Linked DNA regions of Sus scrofa: regions 2 and 3 are each linked to region 1. The links are chromatin contacts, called in public HiChIP or PLAC-seq maps. All regions are on one chromosome and are shown on one strand. Each heading gives the region's core, a stretch centred on a gene start, on an enhancer-like site or on the middle of the called end of the contact. The rest is flanking DNA. Distances are from core to core; before and after follow the strand shown.

Evidence for each region. HiChIP or PLAC-seq counts read pairs in DNA pulled down with a chosen protein or histone mark.
Region 2: an H3K27ac HiChIP or PLAC-seq map of skeletal muscle shows a contact between it and region 1. The contact joins the promoter of HIKESHI here to the promoter of PICALM in region 1. A contact is called at or near these places in 2 of 2 datasets of contacts at active chromatin or transcription factors (alveolar macrophages and skeletal muscle).
Region 3: an H3K27ac HiChIP or PLAC-seq map of alveolar macrophages shows a contact between it and region 1. The contact joins the promoter of EED here to the promoter of PICALM in region 1. A contact is called at or near these places in 1 of 5 promoter capture datasets (liver), 3 of 47 Hi-C or Micro-C datasets (brain, heart right ventricle and liver) and 2 of 2 datasets of contacts at active chromatin or transcription factors (alveolar macrophages and skeletal muscle).

The regions. Positions count from the first base shown.
Region 1 is chr9:19,944,865-19,949,998 of Sscrofa11.1, reverse strand. PICALM (phosphatidylinositol binding clathrin assembly protein) reads left to right here and starts at 3,085. Exons shown (of 21, transcript NM_001246270.1): 1 at 3,085-3,254. The coding sequence starts at 3,125.
Region 2 is chr9:20,178,122-20,183,255 of Sscrofa11.1, reverse strand. HIKESHI (protein Hikeshi) reads right to left here and starts at 2,069. Exons shown (of 5, transcript XM_013979233.2): 1 at 1,819-2,069. The coding sequence starts at 1,848. LOC106504836 (a long non-coding RNA gene) reads left to right here and starts at 2,151. Exons shown (of 4, transcript XR_001298678.2): 1 at 2,151-2,319; 2 at 2,757-2,856.
Region 3 is chr9:20,120,924-20,126,057 of Sscrofa11.1, reverse strand. EED (polycomb protein EED) reads right to left here and starts at 2,981. Exons shown (of 12, transcript XM_013979229.2): 1 at 1,606-2,981. The coding sequence starts at 1,719.

The DNA of each region.
Region 1 (5,134 bases), core at 1,836-4,335:
ATGCATCAGCCACAATACTAGCAAGAAGATATTTCCATCAGCACCCATCCCTGCTAGTGCAATTAAATAATTAAAATAATTAGATACAAGAAGGATGTATAAGATACTACATGAGTAACAAAAGGAAACTGCTAACTGCATGACACATTTAAGTATGGCCAGTAGTGTGATACTGGCTGTAGTGCATGTGGGGGACTGGGTAGAGATGAGGCTCAATGAGCAGCAGTTAAGTGAGGGCTACTGATCATAAAGGGCCTGTATGCCAGGCTAGAGTCCTGAATTTCATCCTCTAGACTAGTGATAGGGTGCTACAAAAGGGTTTTAATGAGAAGATGATCATATTTTAGGTTCAGAAAGATCTGCAGTGGAGGATTGAGGTATGAGAGACAGAGATATCAGGTAAGTAGTTATTAGAATAGTCTACACTGGAAAGAGAGTGTAAAGGCTGGACTAAGGCAAGAAAGGTTGATGTTAGAGAGAAGATGGGTTGGAGGGATATTAGGCTGGATGAGAAGAAGGAGAGCTAAGAATGAGTCACAGTTTTCTGACTTGGACTTCTAGGCAGGTAATGAAGACATTATAGAACAAGGAATAAAGAAGTTCAGTATGGATTCAGGATGTAAAACAGGCAAGGAGAAGAGAAGTTTAGTTTTGGCCATAGTTTAAGGCATCTGTGGGATTTCAGGGGAAGATATTTCTTGAATACACCAAGTAAAGTAGAACACAAAGAAAACTTAAGCATATAAAATAGGGTAAGTCAGTAATTTCTATCCTTAGAACACTTCCCCATCATCTAAATTTCTTCATATCTTAGTTCACAATTATACATAAACCTCTATAATGATCACTAATTGTTGACATATTTAGATACTTCTAAAATATACCCTTGAAAAAAGTAGTGATATTTCCAATAGAAACTAGTTTATTAATAAGGTGAACATGTCCACAGTTATTTGAATAAAGGTGGCTTGTAAGAACCCCTTTGGCAAAAGTAACAGTGAAATACTTTCCTAGAAATTCATTCGCAGTAGTGCAAAAAATACAAGTTGCGTGGTGCGTGTTTAGGAATAACTTTTACATTTTCCCTAAGGATGAAATATGTAGCTAGTGATGATAGCTAGATGCCATGGTCCTGGGGACCTTAGAGAGTTTTAGCAGTGAAGCTCAGGCCAACCTGTAACTTATTAAGTGGAACTCATAGAAGCACAGCAAGTATGGCTGACAAGATGTCTTGAGAATTGGATAACTCCACTGCCCAATAGACAAAGGGCAGCAAACTGGGCACCAAACCACAGATGGATTGCAGATGCACTGAAGGAAGTCATTACAGTTTTCAGAAATTTGGGGCTGACTTGACAAAGATGAAGCCTGCTGGTTTAAGCACTTTATGTCCTTGGCAAAAACATGTTGCTGCAGAATTTCATCAGCCATAGTGAAAAAAAAAAGGGGGGTAAAGGGAATGGGAGGAGACCACAAAATTCACGATGCTACATAAAATGTTAACTATCTATTAGCTTTGCATCTTTTGAGAGTCACCAGATTGAAGCACAGTGTTTTGGACTGGCTGGCAGATGGTGTACACAGACTGAGTATGTTAGCATTTCATTCAAAACTAGCAAGAGTACATAGGACTATTACGGTAATTTAATATTCATGGAGACTTAAAAATTTATCTTTAAACTTGTGTTGAAAGTGGGGCCCTAATAACATTTAAAAAGACTTTGTTAATAGATCTGGATCTTCTTGAACAGAGCCACAGGATATAACGATTCCTCTAAAATGCCCACAGGACAGGGTCAGTGTCTTCTTTCACTGGAAATCTGGTTTACACGGAGAAAAAAGAGGCCAAAGAGAACAAAGACCAAACCAGGGGAGATGGCAGGTAGTGATGTCTGGGTTCTCTGAAAGGGACTTCTCCATTTACCACCCTCTCACTTCCTTCTATGGTCTGAACCTTTAATCACCACAGCAGTCAGCCTTGTAGGGTCAAGCTAATCTTTGTTGACATCATCCTACTACTTCCCTTTTCAAATTCCAGTGCAGCTATGTGTTTCCTGTCCTATTTGACACCCTAGAGGAACAATACTGGCTCACTGGTATCCAAATTTAGACTGGCAGTTTTCAGAGAAGGGATAAACAAATACAGGTGACAATGCCAAACCTCTCAAGAAAAAGGGGAAAAAGCCCAACCCTTCTGGGGGTAAATAAGCAGGGACAGCTTCGATATCCACAGCAGGGAGAGGCCTGGTGGCAGGTTCTGAGAGTGGGCCAGCGGAGACCTTCTCCTTCAAGCCTGGAGGCTGGCTTTGGGGGCATCCCTAAACACATTCTGGATCCCGCTAGGAACGCCCGGGGAGCTCTGACACCCCTTTCCTCAGCGGGAGCTGCGAAGTCAGCTGCATCTCCTCTTTGTCAAGACGTTGGTTCCAACCGCAGACACTAGGATACCCTTGGGATGGGAGCGGGAAGAAGCCATACGTGCCTCCCCAGCGCGCCGGACTCGCCGCCCCTCCCCCGCGTCGCCCCGCCCCCCTCTGTGACCCCCGCGAGACCGGCCTCGGGCGACCTGTTGGCAGGGAACGTCACGTGACGCGGCGGGCCGCCGCACTCCGCCCGGGAGGGCCTCCTGTTGCGCCCGCCGGGCGGGTTCCATCACGTAACGCGCGGGCGCCGCCCCGCTCTTCCCTCGCCGAGCGAGGGAGGGCGGGCGTCGAAGAGGAAAGAGAAGGGAAAAGGGGCGGGAGAAGGAGAAGGCGGGGCGGCGCCCGAGTCACGTGACCCGGGCAGCCCGGAAAGCTCCGAGGAGGAGCCTGGCGCCGCCATTTTCCTGCAGCTGCCTGTCCCTCTTGCCCTGCCCGGCTCCAGCTGACCAGGGAAGGGGTGGGCTGAGCTGAGGCGGGGGCAGGGGAGTGCCCGACACCGTGCCTGACCCCGCGGGTGACAAGAGCCGGTTCTTGCCTGGCTGGGTGGCAGCAAGCGGCCCTGAGCCCCGCCCCAGGCCGGCAGGCGGAGAAGGAGCCGGTGGGGGTAGGGGGTGCGGTGGGGGGGTGGGGGTCCTCCGGCGCTTGGGGGTCCCAGTCCCCGCCGGCTGCCGAGCGGGAGGGGTGGCGGAGGAGCCGCAGAGATGTCCGGCCAGAGCTTGACGGACCGAATCACCGCCGCCCAGCACAGTGTCACCGGCTCTGCCGTATCCAAGACAGTATGCAAGGCCACGACCCACGAGATCATGGGGCCCAAGAAAAAGCACCTGGACTGTGAGTGAAGCCGACCACGGCCCCCCGCGACCCGCGTCTGTCTTTCTTCTCATCTCTTTTCTTCTTCAGCTGCCTCTCACCTCCCTGCGTCTCATCCGGCTCGGCGGGTCCTGTGCGCGTCCGAGCTGTGTTCTTTTTGCTTCCATCACACCTGCCTTCACGGCTTCCGTTCCCTGTCTAAGAATCCCTGACAAGCCACTCCCCTCCGGGTTCCTCGGGGACCCTCGCTTCCCTGCCCGGTGCGCCGCGATACCCTCTCACCACCGACCAACTTGCCTCTCCCTCTGGCTCCCCACCTCCCGGCCTCTATCTCTCTCCTGCAGCCTTCTGCTCTTTCATCCCACCCGTCCGGTGCTGCCTAGCCGCCCTCTCCCGTGCGTCTCCCCGCTTGCTCTCCGTCTCACCGCCCTATTGTTTCCCTACGAGCCGCCTTCGGGTTTCCGTGAACGCCGGGTTCGGTGGACCCGGATCCCAGTTTCTCTGCCGCTCTGAGGGCTGCCTCCTTTGAAGCGATTCCCACTATCCGCCTCTGTCCCTGTCCTTCCCGGGTTTCTCATCCACCTCCCTCCCCCCCCCCCCCCCGCCTTGGGTTACCTTTCTTTGCCTCTGTAGCTTCCGTTAGGTTCCGTCGTCCCATTTGAAATATCATGGTCAATGCCCGACTTTTATCCCAGACCACTTTTCTTCAAGGGGGGGTGGATGTAAAGGGATTCCGTTGGGGTAGGAAAAGCTTTGTGGAACGTTGGCATTTTTAAGTCACCTCTAGTGGAATTTAATCTTTGTGTTTTCCATGCTTTTGACTAGGATAAGTTGTGTCAGGCACCTCCCTCGCCCCCTTTCTTTCTAATGGGTATATGGAAAAGGGTTTGCTGATTTTTGCTGTCATCTCCTAGAGCTGTTAAACCTGACGGTTTGAATGTAGAAACTTGAGCGGAAGAGTAGACTATTGGCATTTATGATAGTCTACTATTTTAATAATCTGACCTACAGATAACGTACATCTTTTTAAAAACTGGTGAAAAGATACTTGGTGAGGCTTGAGTTTGGACTCCGTTTTAATTTATGCTGGTTATCTTTTGGAGGACTAGCTTTTCTTACACGGCATGGTATTACACCATTCACTAACTTGTATATACCATTAGTAGAGCTAACTCCTCCCAACTTTTTCCAAACCTGGAAGCCACCTGTAATATCCTCCTTTTTCATAACACTCCTTTACCTCAAGGTACAAAGATCAGTGATTACTCAAGCTTTGACTTAGTGGAGTTTTGATCTGAAACTTTTCAAGGAAACATAGAGAAAAAGGCATAATAATAAGTTCTTTTTAAAAAAATGGCTGTTGGACACGTCCTTTCATTCTACATGAACGTTACTTTGCTTTACTATTTGAAGCAAGAGTGAGCATGTTCTGAAAGGGAATTCACTGATGAGAGAGTCCTGTTTTGATTTCTCGTTTGGACTTTGGCAGTAAGGTTTGCGCTTAAAAAAAAGTGTACAAAATGTGAATTCTTCCAAGATACTTTGCTCGTGAAGTACTGTTAGAACAAGTTATTGGTACAGACAAACCCATTATTCATTGTGACTTGTTCCTTCCTTGTGGAAAAGTTTAAAAAAACATCATTACTATTTGGTTCTTCTCTCTGATATGTGGATGAGGCAGGCTGCTTATTAACCATCAATCCTTGATTGTTTTAGATAATTCAGTAACACTCTTATGAATGGAAAATTATTTAAAATGCATTGTAAAGCCTGAAGTGCTTTTTGGATTATCTGATATTTGGAGTAAACATTTCTGTTTACTTCTCTTCAAATGACTGCTTGGCTTTCTCTACCCAGTCTGTGGTTTGCCCTAACACTGTTAATTCTTTTGTTAGTTGGGT
Region 2 (5,134 bases), core at 820-3,319, 230 kb before region 1:
ATCATTAAACCCTTGGGTTTATTTTTTATTTATTTATTTTTGTCTTTTTGCCTTTTCTAGGGCCGCTTCCTGCTGCATATGGAGGTTCCCAGGCTAGGGGTCAAATTGGGCTGTAGCCGCAGGCCTAGGTCACAGCCACAGCAACGCGGGATCTGATCTGAGCCTCGTCTGCGACCTACACCACAGCTCAGACCTACACCACAGCTCACAGCAGTGACCCTTCGGTTTAAACACAGAGAAAAAAAACAAAGGAAGAACATAAACCAAATGGTGTGTATTAGTATTAAATTCAATCTTACCAGTTTTTGCCATGCACATAAATCTTAAAAGGCATGTAAAATTACGGTAATTACAAGTCTTGAAATAATCATCAGGCAAAATAAATATTTCTTAAATGTCAACCCTATCAAAGGCACCATTCTGTTAATCTGTGTTATTACACTCTAATCCTCAAACCTCGGGAAAAAGGTTTCACTTTTACTTAAAAATTTTCAGGAAAGAAAACTGAGTTCATAACTTTAGAAAGTAAGAGAGTAATGTAGTTAAAGAGTTGAGATACCGCTAGGTCTCTTCTAATAACTTCACAATTAAAGAGTCAAAGACCGTCAAAAAAATCTTGCCACTGGATATCCATTACAGAGATCAGGTGTTAGCTAAATAGACACAGGTATTCCTAGTCCTTCCAAATTAGTTGATAACATGGATTCCAAATTAGTTCAACTCTTTAGAAAAAGACACATTTCAAATATCACTGACTAATGAAATTCATCCCAGTCCCAGACTCAATCCCAGGCTAGTCATTTCATCTCTCCTATCAAGAGCAGGGGCAATCCAAAGTCATCTCACCAGTTTTAACAATTACCACCATCACCAAAAGGGGTCTCCCAGTCACTCCAGAGACAGATTTTCTGACAGCCACCTCTAATTTATCTCTGTGATTCCTCAGTACTGTGTTCACAACATATTGCCAGAAATTGATGAAAACCTTAACAATTCAACAAAGGAGCTACAATATTTAATAAAGCAGGGAGGGGAAAAAAAACATTCTAGGTGAAAGAAATCGGGTCTGAAATGGATTTCTGAGTGGTTTCTAAGGAGGCAAGCAAGATTCATCCTCCCGATTATTCCTGAACAATTCCAGGTATTTATCTCATTTAATTCTAACAATGCATTAAGGTGGGGTTTTTTTAAGCCACCAATAAGGACACTCGCGGCTCAAATCCTTCTGGGGTCATCTCAGGTAGGCTCACGCTTAAGTTTCATAAGTTTCTAGCTGCCAACTTCCAACTACCTTAAGAATATTTTTATTAAGTCCCTTCTAAAAAGATTCAGCAGTTGTACATTACCCAAACACCTTAATCTTCGATACAAACAGGACGCTACAAATTAGGTTCAGATTTACTGCAACTCATTTATGAGCTCAGGCGAAATCTTTATACTACCAACAAAGCTTAAGTTCTTCAACTACAACATGAAAATGGTAACCATTTCAGGAGCTTTGGTTAAGTCTGCGGTACCAAATTAGCGCTACAGAGAAGGCTGAGATGATGAGAAGTGGACAAAAGTCATGCATTGCTCAGATAATGCACCCTCGCTAAATGGCACCTAAAGATGTGCCTACTAATAAAACGACTCTGAAAAGCGCTGGGGGCAAAGACAGCGAACACCCCAGCGTCCCACTCCCCACCCCCATGCTCAGCTGGAAAGCAGACGTGAGGGGGTTTCCCCCGCACCCCTAGCACCGGCGCACCCTGCCTTCCCGGGGCCTCACCCTCGGGGTGCTGCCCGCTTCCTGAGACCACCCGACCCCATCCTCACCAGCCTCCCCGCCACCAAGCAGCCAAACATGGCGGCGGCGGCTCCGCTCAGCCGGCAGGGACCCGAAGCCGGGGACTAGAAGTCCTGGGGCTTCTGCCCTAGTCGAGACCAAGAACCTTCCAGAACATGGAGGAGGGCGCCTACCCCTCCACTACATAACGACTAGGCCAGCGGCAGGAACGCCTTCTACCCCCGCGACCTCTGACCTCCCCTCCTAACCAGAGCGCCTCTCTAGCGACAAGTACTTCCGGGGCTTACATGCAGCTGCTCCCCTCCCCAAATGAGAAAGGAGCGCCAGCTCCCATATAAGACTACAAGTCCCAGAGGGCCTTGCGCCGGCTTCCGGGAAGGAGAGCGGAGCATTTGCCTGTTAGGGTTGATTGACCGCGTCCCAAATTTACGAGTCCGAAGCAGAGTGGAGTTGTTTTTCACGTTTGTTTAACATTTTAGAGATTACAGTGCGCTTTTACAAACGCTAGATCCTTACAAAAACCCTATGAGGTAGGAATTATTGTCTTGCGTTTTGTAGGTGAGAAAATTGCCCGCAGTGACCAGCCCCAAATTTTTACACTTAGACTCAGGGATGGAGCTTGAATCCAAGTCCTGGTTCAAGTCCGAGTTTCTTCTGCTACACGGTAGCTGAAAAGTACTAATTCTTAATCATATGTTGTGTACTTATTTACAATTTCATTGTACTTTTTTCCAGCCCGACTTACCTCCTCCATATACTTGTTTGGGGGGGGGGGCTGTAAGCAAGTTCTATAATAATTGTGCTTTAATGATGCCATTTGTTAAATAAGAATAATAATTTTGCTTGTCTCCTACGGTTGCTGTGAGGGTTAAGTAAATTTATAAATAACCACTTAGAACCTGGCAGTACTTAGCTAATGGCCGTTTTATTGTAAAATGCCTTTTTTCTTTTCTCTGTGCATTTGCAGAAAAAAGTTAATAGCCAGAGGAACTGGCATCAAGTACTGACTACCAACAACACTCGTTCTCCATTTCACAGCTCCAGTTCCCTTTCCTCTGGATAGGAAGGTAAGATACCCCCTCGGTGAAGGTCTGCCCAACTTGAAATATCTGAACTTAGTCCACTTGCTCAGGTAATGTGGAGGATCAGAGTATTTGAAACAGTCCTCTGGTTTCCATTTTAGCTCCATAAACTTAGATTTTCCTTTGAGGTAGCCAAGCCAACGGCAAATAGATAGAAAAGGATCTTTCTGTCACTGTCTCCAACTTTCTACCTAAGAATTCCCGGAATCTTCAGAATAAAAAGGCCATTCGTTATGACACCATTTTCAGAAGGGCAGACAAACTCCCTGGATTCAGAGCCTGTCTCTATCATTTATTAGCTGTATAATCTTTTAGGCCAGTTAACCTAACACTACCATGCCTTCTTTTTTGGCATCTGTAAAATGGGGTTGTTATGAAGGTAACATGTAAACTACTAAATAGTAACCAGAATGTTGCTTAATAAAATGTTAGTATTGGCATTACTACTTTTCCCAACTTTTCATGTCTTCACGCTCACCTTGTACCATGGAAAACAATAAATAAATATGTTGGTCTCTGCCTCCTGTTTCTGACACTGGGCTCCTGAAAATCTTGTCAATTCCCAAGTGATAGGTGCATTGGAAGCATCTTTTGTTTTGTGAGGGGACTCTGGATGGGTTCTTAGATGTGGTCTGGTCTCCAGGTAGATAAAGCCTGATTAGAAGCTTGGAATTTTCAGCCCCTCCTCCCATTCTATAGAGAGGGGAGAAAGGCCGGAAATGGGGTCAATTGATCACACCTACATGAGGAAGACTTAATAAAATCCCAGTAGTATGGAGTTTGGAGAGCTTCCAGGCTGGTGAACCCATCCACATACCAGGAAGATTACACACCCCAACTCCACTAGGCAGATGCTCCTACACTCCCAGACTTTCCCTGTGTATCTGTTCATCTGGTTGTTCAGGTTCTTCATCTTTATCCTTTACCATATCCTTTAATAAACGGAGTTCTGTGAGTTGTTCTATCCAATAATCAAATTGAAGGGGAGGAGGTTATGGAAACCTCCAGTTTATAGCCATGTTGGACAAAAGTTGTGGGTAACCCAGGCACTTAATTACTTGCAATTGGCATCTGAACGGGGGCAGTCTTGTGGGACTCAGCCCTTAACCTGTGGGATCAGATGCTGTCTCCAGGTGTTGTCTCCAGTTTGACAGAGTCAGAATTGAGCTAAATCGTAGGAGACCCAGCTAGTGTCACAGAATTGCTTGGTGAGGGAAAAACCCACATCTGGTTTTAGAAGCGTTGTGAGTGTGGCAGTAGTGTGAAAATAAAGGAGAAACAGAAATGAGACCAGGTTTTTCCCTTTACATACTGTAACCATACTGTTGATTCTCTGAGCAATTAGTACTTCTCAGTCTTTCTGTGCATAAGTAACTTGTTTTATCTGCCTATAATTTGCAGTTTCTTACATATTCTCCCAATTGACTCAAATATTTTTTTCAAGAATCTTGGAGTTCCTGTTGTGGCGCAGTGGCTAATGAATCCGATTAGGAACCATGAGGTTTCGGGTTCGATCCCGGGCCTTGCTCCTAGACTGCAGACGTGGCTTGGATCCCGCATTGCTGTGGCTCTGACGTAGGCCGGCGGCAATAGCTCCAATTCAACCACTAGCCGGGGAACCTCCATATGCCATGGGAGCGGCCCTAGAAAAGGCAAAAAGACAAAAAAAAAAAAAAAAAAAAAAAAAAAAAAAAAAGAATCTTTCAATGACCTACCTGATAATTATTATTTCTTTCTTTCTTTGTTTTTGTCATTTTAGGGCCACACCTGCAGCTTATGGAAGTTCCCAGGCTAGGGCTTGAGTCAGAGCTATAGCCACTGACCTACACCACAGCCACAGCAATGCCAGATCCCAGCTGCATCCTCGACCTACACCACAGCTCACGGCAATGCCGGAGCCCCAACCCACTGAGCGAGACCAGGGATCGAACCTGCATTCTCATAGGTGCTGGTCAAATTGGTTTGCACTGAGCCATGATAGGACCTCCGTTGACCTGCCCGATAATTAGTTATTCCTCTTCTTACGCAGCAGTCTTATCTAATGGATTGAGAGCTAGCTAACTTAGAAAAAAATTTTTTTATAAACTACAGTGTCTGTTTATTAATTGGCCCAATGTCTGTTATCTGGAATTTGAGCTGCTTCTCCATGTTGCTGGTGAACTATCTAGTTCTAGATTGAATAAAGAATTAGAAGAATGAGTTTATTACTCTTTCTCCAGACTATAAAATCCAGCCTTCTAGTCACCAAACTATATTGCTTCTA
Region 3 (5,134 bases), core at 1,732-4,231, 180 kb before region 1:
AGTACTTATTAGGGGGCAGGCACTCTTTTAAAAAAATACTTTACCTATATTATCTCATTTATCCTCACAAATACCCCATGAAATCAACACTGTTATTATCCCCATTTTCAAGAATGTGAGGCAACTAGGTCAAATATCTTGCTCAAGGTCAAGCAACCAGTAAGTAGTAGACAGGGGGTTGTAATCTAACACTTGGATCCAGTTGTGCTTCTAGTCACTAACCTAGTCTGCCTAGAAAAATTTAAGAAAAGATGAAAATAAAACAGGCTCCATGGGATGGAATGAAGAGGGTCAAAATGTTAGGTCCCAATACCTAAGACTGGAAGCACAAACAGGAAACAAAAACAGATTTAAAGTAACATTCAGCACCTAAGCCTTCCAGAAACTTCAAGTCCAAATCCCCAAATATCTTTCTTCTATTTGCAAAAAGGATTCTTTCCCATCTGTTCAGTGAAAATTTTGGTCGTGACACCGTACCATATATATGCTTCAGTCGATGAGGTAATGATGTAGAATTTAGGAACTGGGTGTATAAGAAATAACATTTATCCTTAAAAACTGGCCAAACTGAGAAAACGAAGAACTTAATCCACCCTTCTACAATATTTTGAAGATTTTTAAAAAGATGATCAGATGTTTTTCCCCGGAAGGTTCACATTTTAGAGTACCGTCTTTAAGTCAAGACATTTTGCTGACCTTAATGGATATACACTTAAAACCTGAAGCTGAAAATTAACGTCGATTCGGTTGTTACCGGAGTCTCACCTAAATACAATGGGGTCAACTGTTGGGACGGACTAGAGTATTACCAAGATCCACTTTAGAGTTTAAAAAAAAAAATCTAATTCCAAAATACCTTGCACATGCGAGGCCATGAGCCCCTACTTAAAAGGATCTAACCGCAGTTGGCCTAAAATCTTCCAGGGGTCGTCCCCTTTATCTTAGTGAAAACTTAAAAGAGAGTAACTCCCTTCTCATTCCTTCCTCAAGGATCGTTTCCTCCTCCAAGTCAGTAGACGACCCTCTCAATTCTCCTCCTGAGAAGAATCCGACTGTCAGGCGCACCCCTTATCCATGGACAAGATAAGAGCAGACACAAATGCCCCTTTAAAAGAGTCGTCTAAACGTCTTAGGTCTAAGATCTACTCCTCCCATCCTGGACAGTCAGAAGGCTCTAAGAGTGACACGGTCCCTAAATTCCATTTTAAAAGTCCATAACACGCTAGCCCCTCCTTCCAACTTTCTTAGAAAAGCCTCTAACTTGCCTTTTAAACTACTAGAGTCTCAGCTCTGCACTCGGACAAAATCTCCCAAAGGCCCGAACACTCCCCATCCTCTCAAAAGGACCCAGACCCCTCTGACCCTCTGCCATCTCGCTCTCTTAAACCACTCTCCTTCGCCAAGTTTCCGTTCACTCTCGGCCTCAGCTCAAAACCCCCTTAGAAACAAGTTCGATTTTCTCCTCCACGCCCGCGTTTTCCTGAGTAGAGTGTGACACCTCTCCCTCCCCCCACAGCCACCAGCCCGCCCCCACGCCTACAGTTTAAAAAGAATTTAAAACTTTCACTCCGGAGTCCCATCTGAACTGCTCAGAACTGCACTCACATTCTCGTCTCCAGAGAGGTCCGGGTTGCTGTTCTCGTCGCTGCTCAGCTTCTGCTTCTTGGCCGCAGGCATGTCTGTTCCCGCCGGCGCTGTCGACACTTCCCTCTCGGACATATTCCTCCGCCTCCCTCCAGGTTCCTGCCGCCTAGGGCGGGGCCTCCGCCACACCGCCGTCAAGCAAGCCCGGCCGGAGCTTGCCGCAAAGTTGCCACTGCCGCCGCCACCTCCACCGCTCCCCCCACTGTCGCAAACCGCGCCCAGCCGCCGAGGCGGGCGTGCGTGCGACCCCGCCACACTGCTGAAAAAGGGGCGCGCGCGCGCGCGCCCTCCCGCGCGGCTTCCTGGATCCTTCCCTTTACCCACTCCCGTCTTGCCCTTTTCCCGCCGCCCTCCCGGCAGTTTGCACGGAGAGGTGTGATCCGTTGGCTTTCAAGGGCAGTATTTCGTACGTTCCCCTTCCCCACGACCGCGTCGAAAAAAGAGAGGCGGAACTCAGAAGGATGCCCCCTCACCCCCTTCCTCTTTCCAAAGACGTTTCAGTCGCAATTGGCCCAATCCTTCGATCCCCGACCCGCTGCAAGGACTCGAAAGTCTGTGGAATGGACTAGACCACCAATATCCTAGGGGACGGGGGAAGAGATGAGAAGTCACCTCTTGATTTAGGGGTATATGGCAAGTGTCCATAACCTTAACCTCAGAGGCTAACGCTCTCAAATTGTTCATGGACCTGTTCACAATCTCATTTTCGGGTGAGAATAGAAATTTAAAACTGTAGACTGTTTCTCACTTGCCTCCCCTGCCTAACAAATGGAAGTTACCCGCTCATAGGTGCGCATGCGCTGGGGCGTATTCTCGCGCTTGGTTGTCCGGACCCGCCTCCTCCAAGCCCCGCCTCTTCGAAGTCTTTGCTGAACCAGGTAGTCTTCCACCGGGTTTCCGTAGCCTAAGATGGATTTCAAAGCGGTACCAAATCGTAGTCCCTGAATGCGTCATAATTTTTTTTGATGAATATTTATTCTGGTGAATATTTATTACGATGAATGATTATCCTCGTCCAATTGGTGCTACTATTGAGAAGAGTTTAAGTAAGAATATCCTAAAACTATAATATCCTAGACTCCAGTGAGTTACAGCTCAAAGTACTCCTTTAACTGTTAAAGGGTTATCAAGGCCCTGGACAATGCCAAGGCCCAAAAATCAATGGTCATCTCCAACTTTGTTTGAAACTGTGAGACTTAAGTGACGGCAAATCCGATACAATAAAATTTTAGGTGCAGGCCACAAAACTGTTAGATTTCATCAAAATCTGGGCGCTTGACAGATGCTAAATAAATTGGTGATCCTGGTGAATTTGTTAGATGGGTCATTAAGCCACATAACTGAACAACAAAGAAAAAAAAAAAAGAAAGGTGCGTGATATTATATGTTTTTTCCTCTTTTAAACCTCATTACATAGCCTGTTGGATAAACAGTTGAGAGTGCCCCATCTATTAAATTCTAGTGTACTTGAACTACTTTTGCATGATGCTTTAACATAGAGAATATTATCTGTTTCATTAACTGCGGATTGCAAATCACTCTTTCTTTTGGAGATAGGGAGAGGATTCTGTTGAGAATGAGAAAAGGTAAAGCAAAAAGCAAGGCAGAATAAGTTTTTTTTTTTGCAATGAAGACAAAAATGAGGCTGAAAAATTAAAGTCCATATCTTAATAATAGTAATTGCATTTATTTGTTGAAATCCTAACATTCCAGGCACTACTAAGCACTCAGTTGGTGAGAGAGAGAGAGATGAAACTGGTATAGAGTCAACCACTGAGAAACTAAGATGTGGTTTGGCATGACATTTTCATGCGCAGAAACAAACATACCCCGCTTGTCTCTTGAGAAGGATGTTTATGAAATATAGCTCTACCAAAAAAAAAAAAGGATAATGAGCTAAGGCATTTCTAATCCAAATTACTCTGTGTATTTGGGAATCAATGGGAGCTGGAAAGTGGAAATCACTTATAGTCATAAAATTAGAAAATTGCTGAACATTTGGGTAAAGGACACATATGGAAGGAAAATGCCTTTCGGCCTTCATGTTACCCAAAACGCGAAAATATTTTTAAAGAGTTTTATTAAAACTTGGAGAGATATCTTTTAAATGTGTCTGATGAGTCAGGGATAATATATGGAAATTGGTTTTATTCATTATTGCTAATGTTAAAAATTATTCTGGAGTTCCCCTTGTGGCTCAGTAGGAAATGAATCTGACTAGTATCCATGAGGATGCAGGTGTGATACCTGGCCTCACTCAGTGGGTTAAAGATCCGGTGTTGCCATGAGCTGTGGTATAGGTCACAGGTGAGGCTCAGATGTGGTGTTGTTGTGGCTGTGGTGTAGGCCAGCGGCTGCAGCTCTGATTTGACCCCTAGCCTGGGAACCTCCATATGCCACGGGTGCGACCCTAAAAAGACAAAAATTATTCTGACACTTGTGAGAACAGAAAAGAACTTCATTTAGGACTGTTGTAATAAGTGTCAAGACCGTCACAGGAGGAGAAAGAAATTGGGCTCAACTCTGAATACAGCAGGATTAGGTGGAGATTTATAATCATGGAGCGGAGTGGTGGGTAGGGGTGGGGACGGAGTGCAGGACATGCCACATGCAATATGCTGCTTTGGTATATTATTTTGAGCTGAAGGTACTTGAAAAACAGATTTCTTTGAGTCCCACTCATCTCCCTAAAGACAGATCCTCCAAAAGGAACTGAACTGTCACGAATCCCTTCCCCAGGGGTTGGGTCAGCCAGGGAAAGGTTGGCTCTTATCACAGAAGAGGAAGTTACAAGTCAGAAGTTGACACCACCCTCAGACAAACTTTGTCATGAACTGCCATCATCTCCCATCTATTCGAAGGGCTCATTCATCTTTCCAAAAAATGACTTACTCTCCCCTAAGCAGCATATGTCCCCTTACCCCTTCTCCTGTTGAGATGGTATCAGCTATCAAAGATTATTGCTTTTGGGGGATATTCATTTTTTCCCCCTCAATGGCCCTGTGCATATAATACTAAAAATGAGTCAATTTGTATACCTTTTTCCTGTTAATTTGGCTGTTTTCAGTTTATTCTATAGGCCCTGCTGTCAATTCTGGGAGGGTAGAGGAAGACATTCCTCCCCTATGGGGGCTTAGTGGATGGAAATTTACTAGAGGAGACATGAAGGGTAGGGACATTCTTCATTTGTTTGTCTTTTTATAATTATTTTTAAAATTTTTTAACTTAAAAAATTTTGTGTGTGGTTTTTTGGGGTGGAGGGTGGGGTGGAGTTCTTCCTAAACTGACTTGCCAAGGTTATCAGATATCAAGAATGGAGGGAGGATTCTTTCTAAACTGATTTCACAGAATTGTTGCTACATCTGAACTAGGCAGGCGGAAGGATAAGGACTAGTTGAGAACAGGGCTCAGAGGAGCCTCACTACAGTTTGTCTTTAGTCAAGCTCCTTTGAGCCCTCTTCTGATTTACCATATGGTATGCTAATTAGAG